Regions from separate parts of the Mus musculus genome. Here regions 2 and 3 are each linked to region 1. Evidence: chromatin contacts called from public promoter capture Hi-C and targeted proximity ligation data. All regions are on one chromosome and are shown on one strand. The core of a region is the stretch at or near the end of the contact, and the rest is flanking DNA. Distances in the headings are between cores, read along the strand shown. Region 1 holds the start of Slc35g1 (solute carrier family 35, member G1). Region 2 holds the start of Tbc1d12 (TBC1D12: TBC1 domain family, member 12). Region 3 overlaps Plce1 (phospholipase C, epsilon 1).

Region 1 (4,149 bases), core at 1,170-3,669:
AAAAAACAAAACAAAAAAAGAATTATAACAGTGTAATATTTAACTCCAAAAGTGGGTTTTTTGCTTTAAAATATTTTCTATGTATATAAGATATATGTATGTGTGTGCATTTATTTATTTATTCATTTATGTATTTAGAGGCAGGATCTCCCTATATGGCCCGGGCGGTCCTAGATCAGGCTGGCCTCCAATTCAGAGTCCCACTTCCCCTCTCTCCAAAGACTTGTGCCACCATGCCCAAATAAAAAAACATACAAATATTTAAGGTTCCTGTTTTCTGATTATGTACAGGCAGGTAACAGAGGGTTGAATCGAAATGGATTGTTAGTGAAGACAAGGAATAGTTCTGTTTGGGCAACCTCAGTTTCTTATTACATGATAATTTCAATTCCCTGTGAAAATGGTGACCAGCAAAGCAGCCCAAAGAGGCATTTTCTCATGTATACCACGCTAACATCCACTGAAAGGTGTATCTAATCACTCTACACAAGTTGAGCGTTTAATGACTCAAATTAAGCAGTCACCAGACAACTTCCAGAAGAGGGTAAAAAAACCTTTTTTTTACTTGGCTTCTCCACACTGCAGTAACCTGGACCTGATTTAGGATCACGGGGGTAACTTAGGTTTGGAACTTTGTAGATGCTAGCTGAAGGCCTGGTACACTATGCCAAGTGCTCACTCCAGCAGGAAAATGGGGTGCACAGGGCTAAGACAACTCTCTCTCTTTAGTACAGACTCTACACTGTACGGGAAACAGCAAACAAGAATCAGCAAACCTCTAAACTGGGTAAGGGTATCCAGTTCCAACCTAAGCTTGAAGGTGAGTTTTGTTAAGAAACCACTAAGATCTAGAGTCTGAAAGCCAGGCATAATGATGGAGGCCCTTAACCCCAGCACTCAAGGAGGCTTAGGCAAGACAACAGAGTGTGAGCCAGCCTAGACTGCACACAGAGTCTAAAATGAGCCAGTCAAAAATCCAATGCCAACTTTTGGCTTATAGTGGCTTGTGCTTTGTTTTCAAAATAACTGTTAGAAACTTGTCTTGAAATTGAAGGGCAAGATTCCTGGGCATTCACGATGTGCTGACATTTTTAGCACGTGCTGCCTGAGTAAGTATGCAGACCCCTTCATTCATGCCCGAATGGAAAACTAAAGAGTTTGCAAGGCCCAGTTCCACATTAGGCCAGAATGACATCCACCCATAGGGTGACTAGAAAAAAAACTGACCTCAGGAGCTCCCGGGTTAGTCAGCCCAACATGGGGTAACCTATCCATGCAAACAAAATCAGAAACCCGAGATCTTTTCTCTTTGCTTTCAGGACAGAAATGTAGCAATACTCATCTCCCCGAGACTTTTCTCTCTTAACTCAGAAAAACACAACTAAGAAGGTAGGAACCTGAGTGGGACAAGAGGCACAGAAGTCGTAGGGCATATTCAGGGGAAGAGACCCCGGAGATTAGATTGAGAAAGGTCTAAAAGATGGGCTTCTTACTGGAAAGCTATTTAGTGGAAAGGGCCCTAGGCAGACAGAGTCTCTGGCAAAAGTAGAGAGCCTTACCTAGTGCTGTCTGGACCTGCCCTACCCAGACCTTGGCAGATGGAGGTGGGGTGAGACCGAATCCCGAACCCCCATCTTCCACGGCCTCTCTTTACTTCTTTGTTAGGGGAATTTGAACGAAAGTTAAGGGTTCTTCACCGAGGCTCCTCGCAAGGTGTACCTCGTTTTAAGCCAGTAGCTAAAAAGTCCCCCTGTCCCCCCAAAGCTTGAGGGTCAGTGGTCCACTGAACTCTTCCTCTCTGCGATGCTGAGATTCCGTGACAAACACTTCCAGAACTCCAGTCTTTCCAACTTGGTTCAGGAAGATCGGTTTACACCCACGATGTGGGTTCCAAGTCGGCTTCCTGCCACCCGCTGCCTGGCCCCTCTCGGTGACCTTTCACCTCTGACTGCCACTGGACTGCGAGGTCCTGTCCCCCACCCCCCCACCCCCCACCCCCCGTCACCAATTTGGGGTTATTAACACTCGGAAACTTTCTGGGTCTCGGCTCAGGCCGGTGCGCAGAGGACCAGACCGACCCCGCCCGCCCGCACTCACCGGGCTCCCCACGCGAGCCGCACGCCCAGGCTCCACACGGCCAGCACCTGCCGCGGCCAGGGGCGCCCTCCGCCTCGACGTCCACGTGCTCCTCGCCGGGGGACGCCGGGTCCGCGAGCTGCAGCTCGGGCTCGCGCAGCTCCACCGCCTCGGCTGCAAGCTCCGCCGCGCTCTCCGGGGGCCCCATCCCGCAGCCCGCGCTCTCCCCGCAGCCGCGCGCCTTCTGGCGCCCGCAGCTGCCGCCCGGCCGCTCGGCTCTTCCGGCCCCCGGCGAGCCGGTGCGTGTGCGCGTGCGCGTGCGCCCGGCTCCGCGCGCTTGTCCTCCGCTGCCCTCCCGCCCCGGGGAGCCCGCCGCCTGCGCTCGCTCGTGCTCTCCGGCTGCGGTGGCTACAGCTGGCGCGGTGACTGTCCCCCACCCCCACCCCAGGGCAGTCGGGCTAGACAGCACACTGGTCCTCCTCTGTCTTTGCACAGACAGGGAGGGACGCTTGGTTCTCAGCCCTGGCGCCTCGGGTCTTGGGGCCTTCTGCTGCTTTAGAAAGACTGTACCTCTGAGCTGGGCGTGGTAGCCCACGCCCTTACTCCCAGCAGTTAGGGACAGAGGCATGTGGGTTTGTGAGTTCAAAGCCAGCTAAGGCTGTATAGTGAGACGCCCTCCCTAAATAAATACATGAATTAAATTAAATTAAATTAAATTAAAAGGGACTGAGTGTCTGTTTACTGATATGGATCACCTCTGTGATGCCCCGAGGACTTCTAAGCATTATGTGAGTTTTTAAACACACTTCGACCTGTCCAAGAATTTAAGGTGTAAACATAAAGATTGAAACATAAAATTGAAAAGGAGGGCTCTTTAAAAATGCAAGGCACCTGGGTGTGGTGGCAAATTGAGTGAAGAGGATCTTTGTGACTTCAAGGCCAGCCTGGTCTACAGAGCGAGTTCCAGGAAAGCCCTGGCAGCACAGAGAAACCCTTTCTCCACAAAACCAAAACCAACCATCCAAACAAACAAAAATTGCAAGGCAAAGGGGGCTGTCTCAACAAACTGAGACAAGTAGCTACCTCAGCTCTGTTAGCTCCAGATTTCAAAGAAAGAGACCGATATTCCAAGTGAAGGGCCTAGGCGGGGTAAATTTTACTCTTGATGAACTAACCAGTACCCCGAGCTCTTGACTCTAGCTGCATATGTATCAGAAGATGGCCTAGTCGGCCATCACTGGAAAGAGAGGCCCATTGGACACGCAAACTTTATATGCCCCAGTACAGGGGAACGCCAGGGCCAAAAAGGGGGAGTGGGTGGGTAGGGGAGTGGGGGTGGGTGGGTATGGGGGACTTTTGGTATAGCATTGGAAATGTAAATGAGCTAAATACCTAATAAAAAATGGAAAAAAAAAAAAGAGGGTGTACTCTGAAGATGGAACTCGTAGACAGGAAATGCATTTATTTTTCATTCCCCCTTAGATGGGACTTCGTCTTTTTCCCCATTGGCTGGGGTCAAACCTCACAGTCTTATTCCATCGCCAGTTTTTTAAGAACTGGCCCTCTTGAAATGAAGGAAGAAGGGGAAAGGGGAAGCTGATCTTTGGTTCTGCAATTCCTGGAATATAGCACTGGGCTTTGTGTAAACAGACATTTTAATGGGTGGTGGGAAAGATGGAAACATTTGCGTATGGGTGAGATAAAAGGACGTTGATTCCTTCTCCTAAACTCGTTTTATAAGTATTTGATAGAAAAGACTCATATTTAATATTTCTTAGAAATTCCTCCTCTTTAAAAAAAAAATACTTTTCCAAACTCACTGAAGTGTTAGCTCTTGCAGAGCAGTGGTGGTACAGGCCTTTAATCCCAGCACTTGGGAGGCAGAGGCAGGCAGATTTCTGAGTTTGAGGCCATCCTGGTCTATAGAGTTCCAAGACTGCCAGGGCTACACAGAGAAACCCTATCTTCAAACAAACTGTTGCGCCCACCTCGGCAAGGAAAACGCAACACTGTCGGATTCTTCTCAACAGCTTTATTGCAGGAACGCCTTGATGCTGCTACGGGAACCCAGGG
Region 2 (4,149 bases), core at 776-3,275, 440 kb before region 1:
AGAGACCACATGATGTTGCTGAGGATGTAACTCCATAGGTAGGCTACTTGCCTTGTGTCCCTGAGTTCAATTAACAATGGGGGTTGGGGGTTGGGGGTAGGGAAGTTCATGAAGAGAGATAAAGCCTATCTGAGATAAGTAGAAGAGGATTTCCTAATTTCCTAGAGAGCTATAGTAATCTGAGCTAAAAGACTGGGATCTTATTCTAAGCACTAAACTGCCAGTTTCGTTCTGTTTCGCTTTGTTTAGAAACAAGATCGTGCTATGTAACCCTGGCTGGTCTGCTAGTAGATCTACTAATAGCTGTGTAGTCCAGGCTGCCCCTGAACTCATGGCAATCTTCCTGCCTCATCCTTCTATAGGAGTACCGGCATTAAAAGTGTGTACTCCCGACAAGGAATGAGCTTTAGTAAAAGCAACGGAAACAAATACTATGAAAAAAATATCATTTCTGAGCCCAGCATGGCGGCATATGCCTTTAATGTCAGCACTTGGGAAACAGAAACAAGCGGATCTCTGTGAGTTCGAGATCAGCCGACAAAAATCAAAAAAGAAAAAGAAAAAAAAAATCATTTCTGAATTTAAGAATCCCCAAACTAAGCCCGCAAAATAGCAAAGACATTTTCCACTAGACTTGACTTGAGTTGAATCCCCCCTATCCAGAGAATGGGAGAGGAAGAGCCCAAAGATTGTTTGATCTCCACGCAAGGATACATGTGCGCACACACATTAACACAAAATAAGTGTGCAGTTAAATTATTTTTTTTTTTAAAAAAAAACCTCGAATCCCCAAACTAATGGAACGGGCTTAGACTCCAAGCAAATAAACTTCACAGACTTCTACACCACACACTGCCGCCCGCCCAGTCCAAATCCTAGTAATACAATTACAAAAAAATAATAGGGCAGTGGTTATCTGATGTTCCAGATGAAGAAACTGAATGTGTAGTATTGGGAGGCTGGTCAGACCTGGAAGCACAACGCTTCCTGGGGACGGAGTAACACCAATCCTGGCTCCAGGCCCGGAGCTCACAAAGCCATCCGGTCCCCCTACCCTAGCGACAGATCAAAGCTGAGTCCCGACGTTCCTGTTCCGTACGCTGGAAGGCAGCCCGTTCCCGGCCCCGCCCAAGCCCCTCGCGCGGCCAGTGTGATACCTGGCGAAGAAATCCGCGAAGCCACCGCTCCGTCGAGCCCGAGCCGTGGTGCCCCCGGGACCCTGCTCTGCCGCTGGCAAGGGTGCGGACGGCCCCGCTGAGGGCAGGAGGTCGCCGGCGCTCTGACGGCGGCTCACCTCGAACGTGTTCCGAGAGCCGAAGCGGGCGTCGGGGAGGCCGAGGCTGGGCTCCGCGCTCTCGACGGCCCTCCCGGCAGGGGTGGCGGCTGCGGGGTCCGGGTCGTCCGTGTCCCCGGCCGCCAGGCAGCAGCTCCGCAGCGGGTCCTCGAGCGGCGCGGCCCAGTCGTCCAGGCCACCCGCACCGTCCACGCCCTCGTCCGCGGGCTCCAGCAGGCAGGGACGGCCGCAGGTTCGGCGGCGACGTGCCTCCTCTGGGCCGCGACGGTCCTGGCGCAGCAAAAAGCCCGAGTCTCCGTTGGTCATGCCTGAGCCGCGCGCCGCGGGGACTGCTGCCGCCGCCGCCTCCTCCGCCTCCGCCTCCGCCCCGCCGAGCCCGGGCTTCAGCGGGCCCGCGGCCGCCGCGAGGTACCGCTGCAGGAGCTGCCGCGGCGGCGGCGCCTCCTCCTCTCCAGCCTCCTCCGGCGGCTCCGCGGCGACAGCGCCTCCGCTAAAGCCGCTGGTGGCCGGGACGGTCTTCCCGTCCTGACCCATGGGCCCCGGGACTGGGAGCAGCTCGGCGTTCCTTCCCGAGCAGGCTCCGGCATCCTCGGGACCCATCATCTGAGGCGGCGGAGGAGGACTGCCCTGCGTGCAGGGTTCGCGGCCACGGCCGCCGCGACGTCCCCGGACCCACCCCTCCCACCCGGCGGCCGGGGCAGTTGCCGGAGGCCGGGCACGCGCTGGGATCGCGCACGCGCACCAGCGGGGCCGGGCCTGCCCGCGACCCGGCGCGTCCCCGAACCATAGAGACGGCAGCTAGAGCGACCCGGGAGGACAATCTGAGATCCTCCACCCGGGTGACAGTGCTTAGCCTAAGGGAGGGCAAGGCTCACTTCGCATAAACCATATCACTTGACGGCGATTTGTTTGTGAGAGGAAACTAAGGAAGTTAGTTTAAGTGCTCCTGTCTTGACAGTTTTTACCTTCTCTAACAGCAGTGAAGAACTCCTGGAACCGTTCAGGGCTTCGTTGTCCACATGACAGCCCCTTACCTATCTTTTCCACTTAGTCTTCCATGTTTACCAAAGTCTGATCTCCTAACACTTTTTAACACGTTGGTTGTTGGTTGTCGTGTCACCTGGGTACGGAAATGAAATGGAGCCAGGGCGAGAAGGACTGTTTGGCTCAGTGGTTAAGATTGCCGACTGCTCTTTCAAAGGTCCTGAGTTCAAATCCCAGCAACCACATGCTGGCTCACAACCATCTGTAACGAAATCTGATGCTCTCTTCTAGAGTGTCTGAAGACAGCTACAGTGTACTTACATATAATAAATAAATATTAAAAAAAATAACTGCAGCAACCTGTGGTAATGGATTAAGATATAATGACCGTTTAGTGGAAATAAAATGTATTTAATGTGTGAATCGCAAGACATAATAACTAGCCACAGGAGTGATAGGAGAGCAGCCAGGAATAACAAGGCTATGAGATTGCTGTGGTGTGAAGAAACAGGAAACTGGATTGGGGAAAGACATTGGAATTAACTAACATAGTGAGAGTTATAAACTTGGGTTAAAGTTCTGGTTTGGTCGAAGGGGCCATTTATGTAAGCCACAAAGGGGGTCGGGGGATATCAAGTGACTCTACCTCCATAGAAGAATGAGCATAGGGCAGAGACCCAATAGTGTTGGTATTTCAGAAGAGATGAAGTTGTTGTAAAAGGCCCAAATAGACATTGTTGTAGTAGGATAATGCAGTAACTAGAGACCATTCATTCTACAAATGCCTCTGAAAGCAAGTATAGAAATAGAATGGAATACTTAGCAAAACAAAGCAGTAAAAGCGTTTATTATCAAGATCTTTTGAAAGGTGGAAGATAGCTCAGTTGGTCACGTTGTCATGCAAGCATGAGGACCTTTCCTGTATCGCAGCACTCACATAAAAAGCCACTTTGTAGAATGCCCTTGTACAGCTAACATTGGAGAGGCAGTCCCTGGGATGCTCTGGTAACCGGCCTGGCTAAGGCAGCTGGCCTTAGATCTTATTAAGAGGTCATGTCTCAGACAATAAGATGGGCAGTCCCAAAGGAGTAACAGCTGAGTTGAACTCTCTCCTCCCTAAATATGAGTGTATACTTACCTCATACATAGGAACACACACACCTGAACATACATACACAAAACATCTTTCAAAAGGAAAAACCAAAGAATGTGTATAAACCAGAAAGAGAGAGAGAGAGAGAGAGAGAGAGAGAGTAGATAGATCCTGTATTAGTTACAGGGACAGTACCCAGAATACATACAGAAATAAGCCAGTGTGGTAGAAAGCATCTGTAATTACAGAACTCTCTAGGGTGAAGCAAAAGAGAATCTCAAGTTCAAGACCAGCCTGGGCTACATAGCAAATCTGAGGATAGCATGAGCTACACAGCAAACTTTTATCTCAAGAAAAAAATTGTAATTCAATATTTTAAAAGACAACTTGACTAGGTGGTGGTAGTGCACGACTTTAATGTCAGCACTCAGGTGATATAGGCAGGTTTCTGATTTCAAGGCCAGCCTCATTTACACAATGAGTTCCAGGACAGCCAGGGCTACACAGAGAGACCCTGTCTCAAAAAACTAAAAACATCAGTTAATCAATCAATCAATCAAAAGACAAGGAGGCCAAGATAGGAGGCTTGGTTTTAACACATAGTGACTTCCAGTGAGTCATTCTGCTCAAAAACAGGGAAGGGAGAGTGTAAAAATTTCAATATATGTGTTTTTCTCGAGATGATATGTTAAATGGAATATCAATAAGCATATAAGTTATTTGGGAGTAACAAATCAAAACTATGAGATAGCACTTTTCACTCACTAATAAAAAAAAG
Region 3 (4,149 bases), core at 1,203-3,702, 360 kb before region 1:
CTTCCAGAGAACCTGAACTTATCACTGTCAGACACTGCAGCCTTGGGCAAATGGGTGCGTCTGAGTGGTGTTTGAAGTAACACGGCTTCTTTCCCCCTTTGAGACAGGCTCTCTCTGTAGTCTGAGTCAGCACTGGACTTGGCAGTCTCTTTCCTCCATCTCTGGAGTGCTGGAATTCAAGGGAGGCACAGTGATGCCCTAGTCACTGGCTGCTACTTTCTGACTTGTGAGAAGAAGCAGTTAATAAGTGACGCTTGGAAATCCCTGCCTCTATAGAGCTTTAAAATCCAGCTGGATAGACTTTTCTATCACTCCAAAACAGCAGGAAAACAATTCCTTTGAGCTTCCTTCTTTTCTGTCCTATGTTCTCCCCCCACCCCCCACATACGTGTGTCCCTGTCTGGACTCTCCCCCAGCCCCTCTATATCTCCAGAAAACAAGTGTTCACGGAACTGCATTTACTGTTGCACAAGATAGGATACAGAGAGCGGTGAGGACGCAGGCTCCTTACCATCGGTTTGGTAGTTTAGAGCTACAAGCTGTATCCCATGGAGCCAGAACATGATGGGGTTGGGATTGGAGGAGTCGATTCTGGTCGCTGCCGGGTAGGTCCTCAGCAGCTGATAAGCGGTGTGCTGGATCAGTTTCTGAGAACCCCTGCGGCACAGACGTTTGGCGGCGTTCTCGTTCAGTGAGGAGATGTGATAGCATTTAGGAGTCCTGATGATAGCGCTGAGGGATGTGCTTGGGCTGAGTGGAGAAGATTCCTCCCAGGTGTGTCGCATCCCTTCACAGGAACCTAAACCCGGCAAAACAGCAGCCCCTGATTAATGCCAAAGCTTCAAGTGTCTTGAAAGATCACTCTCAGCTGCACATCAGATACACAGTTGCAACAAGGAAAACAGAGCCAAATATATCCTGAATGTGACTTGTGAGTTAGTTTGCTACCTTGAAACATGGCGGCTATTGAGTTTTAAAAATGAGGGTAGCGAGCCAGGGTGCGGCTCAGTGGTAGGGTACACATCACCAGGCACAAGGTTTTGGATTCAACCACCAGTATCAAAACCTAAACTGAGTAATAATGTGAGGATAGTGACACCAATTTAAATTGGACTTCTATAAGTCTGTTTGTCTCAGGACTTCATTGTTCTGTGGGCAATCTTTACAAATACAAAGTCTGTATACAAGTATATACAACCCACAACAAGAAACAAAAATCCAAATATTCTATCAGTGATCAAGTGGTTAAATAGATGTCCATACAAAGGAATATTATACAGGCATGCAAGAGGATAAGGCCGACAAATGTACAGTCTGGTGTGTGGCAACTGAGAGCTCCTGTTTGATTACATCCCATTTGGATTTTCTTTAAAATATTTTTTTTCCCCTTGAACACATTACAGTGAATTCCCCAGTGGGAGAAACAACATCACAGCACTGAGAATGGAAAGGAATTCTGTTCCTCTTGTGCATCAGCTGGACTCTTAGCTGGGAGAATTTATTACTTTTACAATGAGAAGTAATTAGAAGTGAAATAATGTATCCTGTGGATTCGGGACGCTGTTCCAGAAACTGCTAGAACAGTGGAAGGTGCTTCCAATTTTACTTTTGAGGCGAACAATGTGAGAACATCGTCAGTAAAAATGCCATTTGCAGTGAGTTCAAAGAATAAATTAACAATTGAAAAACATTTATGTTGCCCTTGGGTAGTGTAAACATCTATGAACATAACGGTGGATTTCAAAATTCAAAGGAAGTGGCTAGACAGCAAAATGTGTGAGTCATGTGGCATGCAGGACCAAGCAAAGATACTGAGAGAAGGCAATGCTACCTTTTCCAGATGTTCTGTTAAATGGCGCTGTCTCCCCGGGGCTCATTCTGCCAGGATTGTTGCCAAAAATGGACTTCCTGCTTTTCCTTTCTTTCCCTCTGCTAGAGCCAGATGAATTTAGAGTTGACAGGCCTGTTCTCATAAAATGAAAATAAATAAGCCAAAAGCTACAGGCAAGAGGGCTCAACATTTTCCATCCTCATTAGTGTTTAGATTGCAGTCCTACCATTTCCTTGTTACACAGCACAGAGGATCCATTATAGTTTAGCATGGCTGATGATAGTATTGTAGGCAAATATAGCCAAGTTTATTTAATCTCTAAACAAATGCAACAAACACTGCATAGCTATTAAGGAGTAATCCCCAAATTACAGAGCAACACACACACACACACACACACACACACACACACACACACACACACACTTCTAGTGAACTGTGTCCCTGAGTTTTAAAACTGCACATACAGAATATGCTGCAGTTAATATTTATTTCCTAGAGGTTAATGACCAATTTGGAGAGATGAAAGAATAATCATGAGCCTGGGCATAGCATTAGTCCATACTAGAAGTCTTCTGGCATTCCTTGTTGAAGCCTCGTGGGCTTTCACCATCCACATTCCCATGTCTATTCTTGTTGTTATTCATCTTGTGTTTATGGGCGTGGCTTCTGACATTGTTCCTAGGAAACAATGTCACAGCAAACTCCCTAATCCTCTGGCTGTTACAATCTTTCTGCTGCTCCTCCCCAATGTTCCCCGAGCCTTAGGTGCTGGAGTAGTTTTGTTGATGTATCCTTTGGGACTGAGCGTCACAACTCTGCATTCTGATTGGCTGTGGTTTTCTGTAATGGTAAAGTAAGGAATGCTGAGAGAGGGCGAGACAGTCACCCTCAGGGAAGGGCACACCAAATGGGCAGTTCTCATATACAACGGCAGTTCTCATATATAACGCATATTGTATATTGTATACAAGTAGCAAGATAATGACTCAGCAGGCTGTACTATGCATTAAGGAAAATATATATATATATGTATATATATATATATATATATATATATGTGTGTGTGTGTGTGTATGTATATGTGTGTATATTCATACAATATATATGTATTCATACAATTAATGAAAATTGTTATATATGTGAAAAATATATATTAACAATTACTAAAAATTATTTTATACATATATATATATGAAAAATATATATCAACACTTAATGGAAAAAAAAAAAACAGGCCACGAGTTTGAAAGAGAGAAAGAAGGGGTATATGGGGGAGGATTAGAGGGAAAAAAGGGAAGAAGAAAATGATATATTTGTTTTTTTTTTTTTTTTTGGAAATGATACAATTGTAATCTCAAAAAATTTAAAGAAATGATTTTTTAAAAAATTCTTCTGACATGATCGTTGACCAAAACTTCTGCTTTTTTCTTATCTAAAAAAGTAGGTGTGATTCAAGGAATTTACTCCTAGGATTAGTCTGAAGACTCAGTGGAAAAGATACAATGATGATGATGCTTTTGTGACTTTTCTTTCTCACTCCTGGGCCATTCAGTCCCTGGATCCTTTATGCCAGGCACGGTGCCCAGTGCATAGCAGGAATGTAGTACATATTTGCTGAGTGAGAGAAAGAACGCACACCAACCACACAGACCCAGCTCTAGTTTAAGAAGAGTGATTTGAAGGCTCCTGGGAAGCCATCATCACTATTGTCTATAGCTGTTTCATTGGAGAGTAACTCTTTTTTTTCCCCTTTTTAAAAAAAAGATATTTTCTTTATTTACATTCAAATGTTATCCCCTTTCTTGGTTTCCCCTTCAAAAACCCCCTATCTCTTCCCCTCCTCCCCCTGCTCACTAACCCACCCACTCCTGCTTCCTGGTCCTGGCAGTCCCCTATACTGGGGCATAGAACCTTCAAGACCCAAGGGCCACTCCTCCCATTGATGACTGACTAGGCCATCCTCTGCTACATATGCAGCTAGAGCCATGAGTCCCACCATGTGTTTTCTTTGCTTGGTGGTTTAGTCCCAGGGAGCTCTGGGGATACCGGTTAGTTCATTTTGTTTCCTCCTATGAGGCTGCAAACTCCTTCAGCTCCTTGGGTACTTTCTCTAGTTCCTACATTGGGGACCCTGTGCTCCATTCAATGAATGGTTGGCTGTGAGTATCCACTTCTGTATTTGTCAGACACTGGCACAGCCCCTCAGGAGACAGCTATATCAGGCTCCTGTCAGCAAGCTCTTGTTGGCATCTACAATAGTGTCTGGTTTTGGTGGTTGTTTATGGGATGGATCCCCAGGTGAGGCAGTCTCTGGA

Evidence for each region. Promoter capture Hi-C pulls out the DNA fragments that hold promoters and counts their contacts.
Region 2: a contact with region 1 is called in a targeted proximity ligation map of pancreatic cancer cells. A contact is called at or near these places in 6 of 39 promoter capture datasets (the SN4741 cell line, cranial neural crest, frontonasal cranial neural crest and 3 more), 1 of 484 Hi-C or Micro-C datasets (embryonic stem cells), 8 of 130 datasets of targeted methods (astrocytes, bone marrow-derived macrophages, embryonic forebrain and 5 more) and 1 of 9 other capture datasets (adipose tissue).
Region 3: a promoter capture Hi-C map of cranial neural crest shows a contact between it and region 1. A contact is called at or near these places in 4 of 39 promoter capture datasets (the 3T3-L1 cell line, cranial neural crest, frontonasal cranial neural crest and 1 more), 1 of 130 datasets of targeted methods (embryonic stem cells) and 1 of 9 other capture datasets (embryonic stem cells).

The regions. Positions count from the first base shown.
Region 1 is chr19:38,394,250-38,398,398 of GRCm38.p6, reverse strand. It overlaps Slc35g1 (solute carrier family 35, member G1), which reads right to left and starts at 2,419. Exons shown (of 3, transcript NM_175507.3): 1 at 2,098-2,419. The coding sequence starts at 2,284.
Region 2 is chr19:38,834,455-38,838,603 of GRCm38.p6, reverse strand. It overlaps Tbc1d12 (TBC1D12: TBC1 domain family, member 12), which reads right to left and starts at 2,025. Exons shown (of 13, transcript NM_145952.4): 1 at 1,158-2,025. The coding sequence starts at 1,897.
Region 3 is chr19:38,756,629-38,760,777 of GRCm38.p6, reverse strand. It overlaps Plce1 (phospholipase C, epsilon 1), which reads right to left. Exons shown (of 32, transcript NM_019588.2): 22 at 1,832-1,963; 23 at 512-799. Among named protein-coding and RNA genes, the nearest start is that of Noc3l, 61 kb to the left of the region's middle.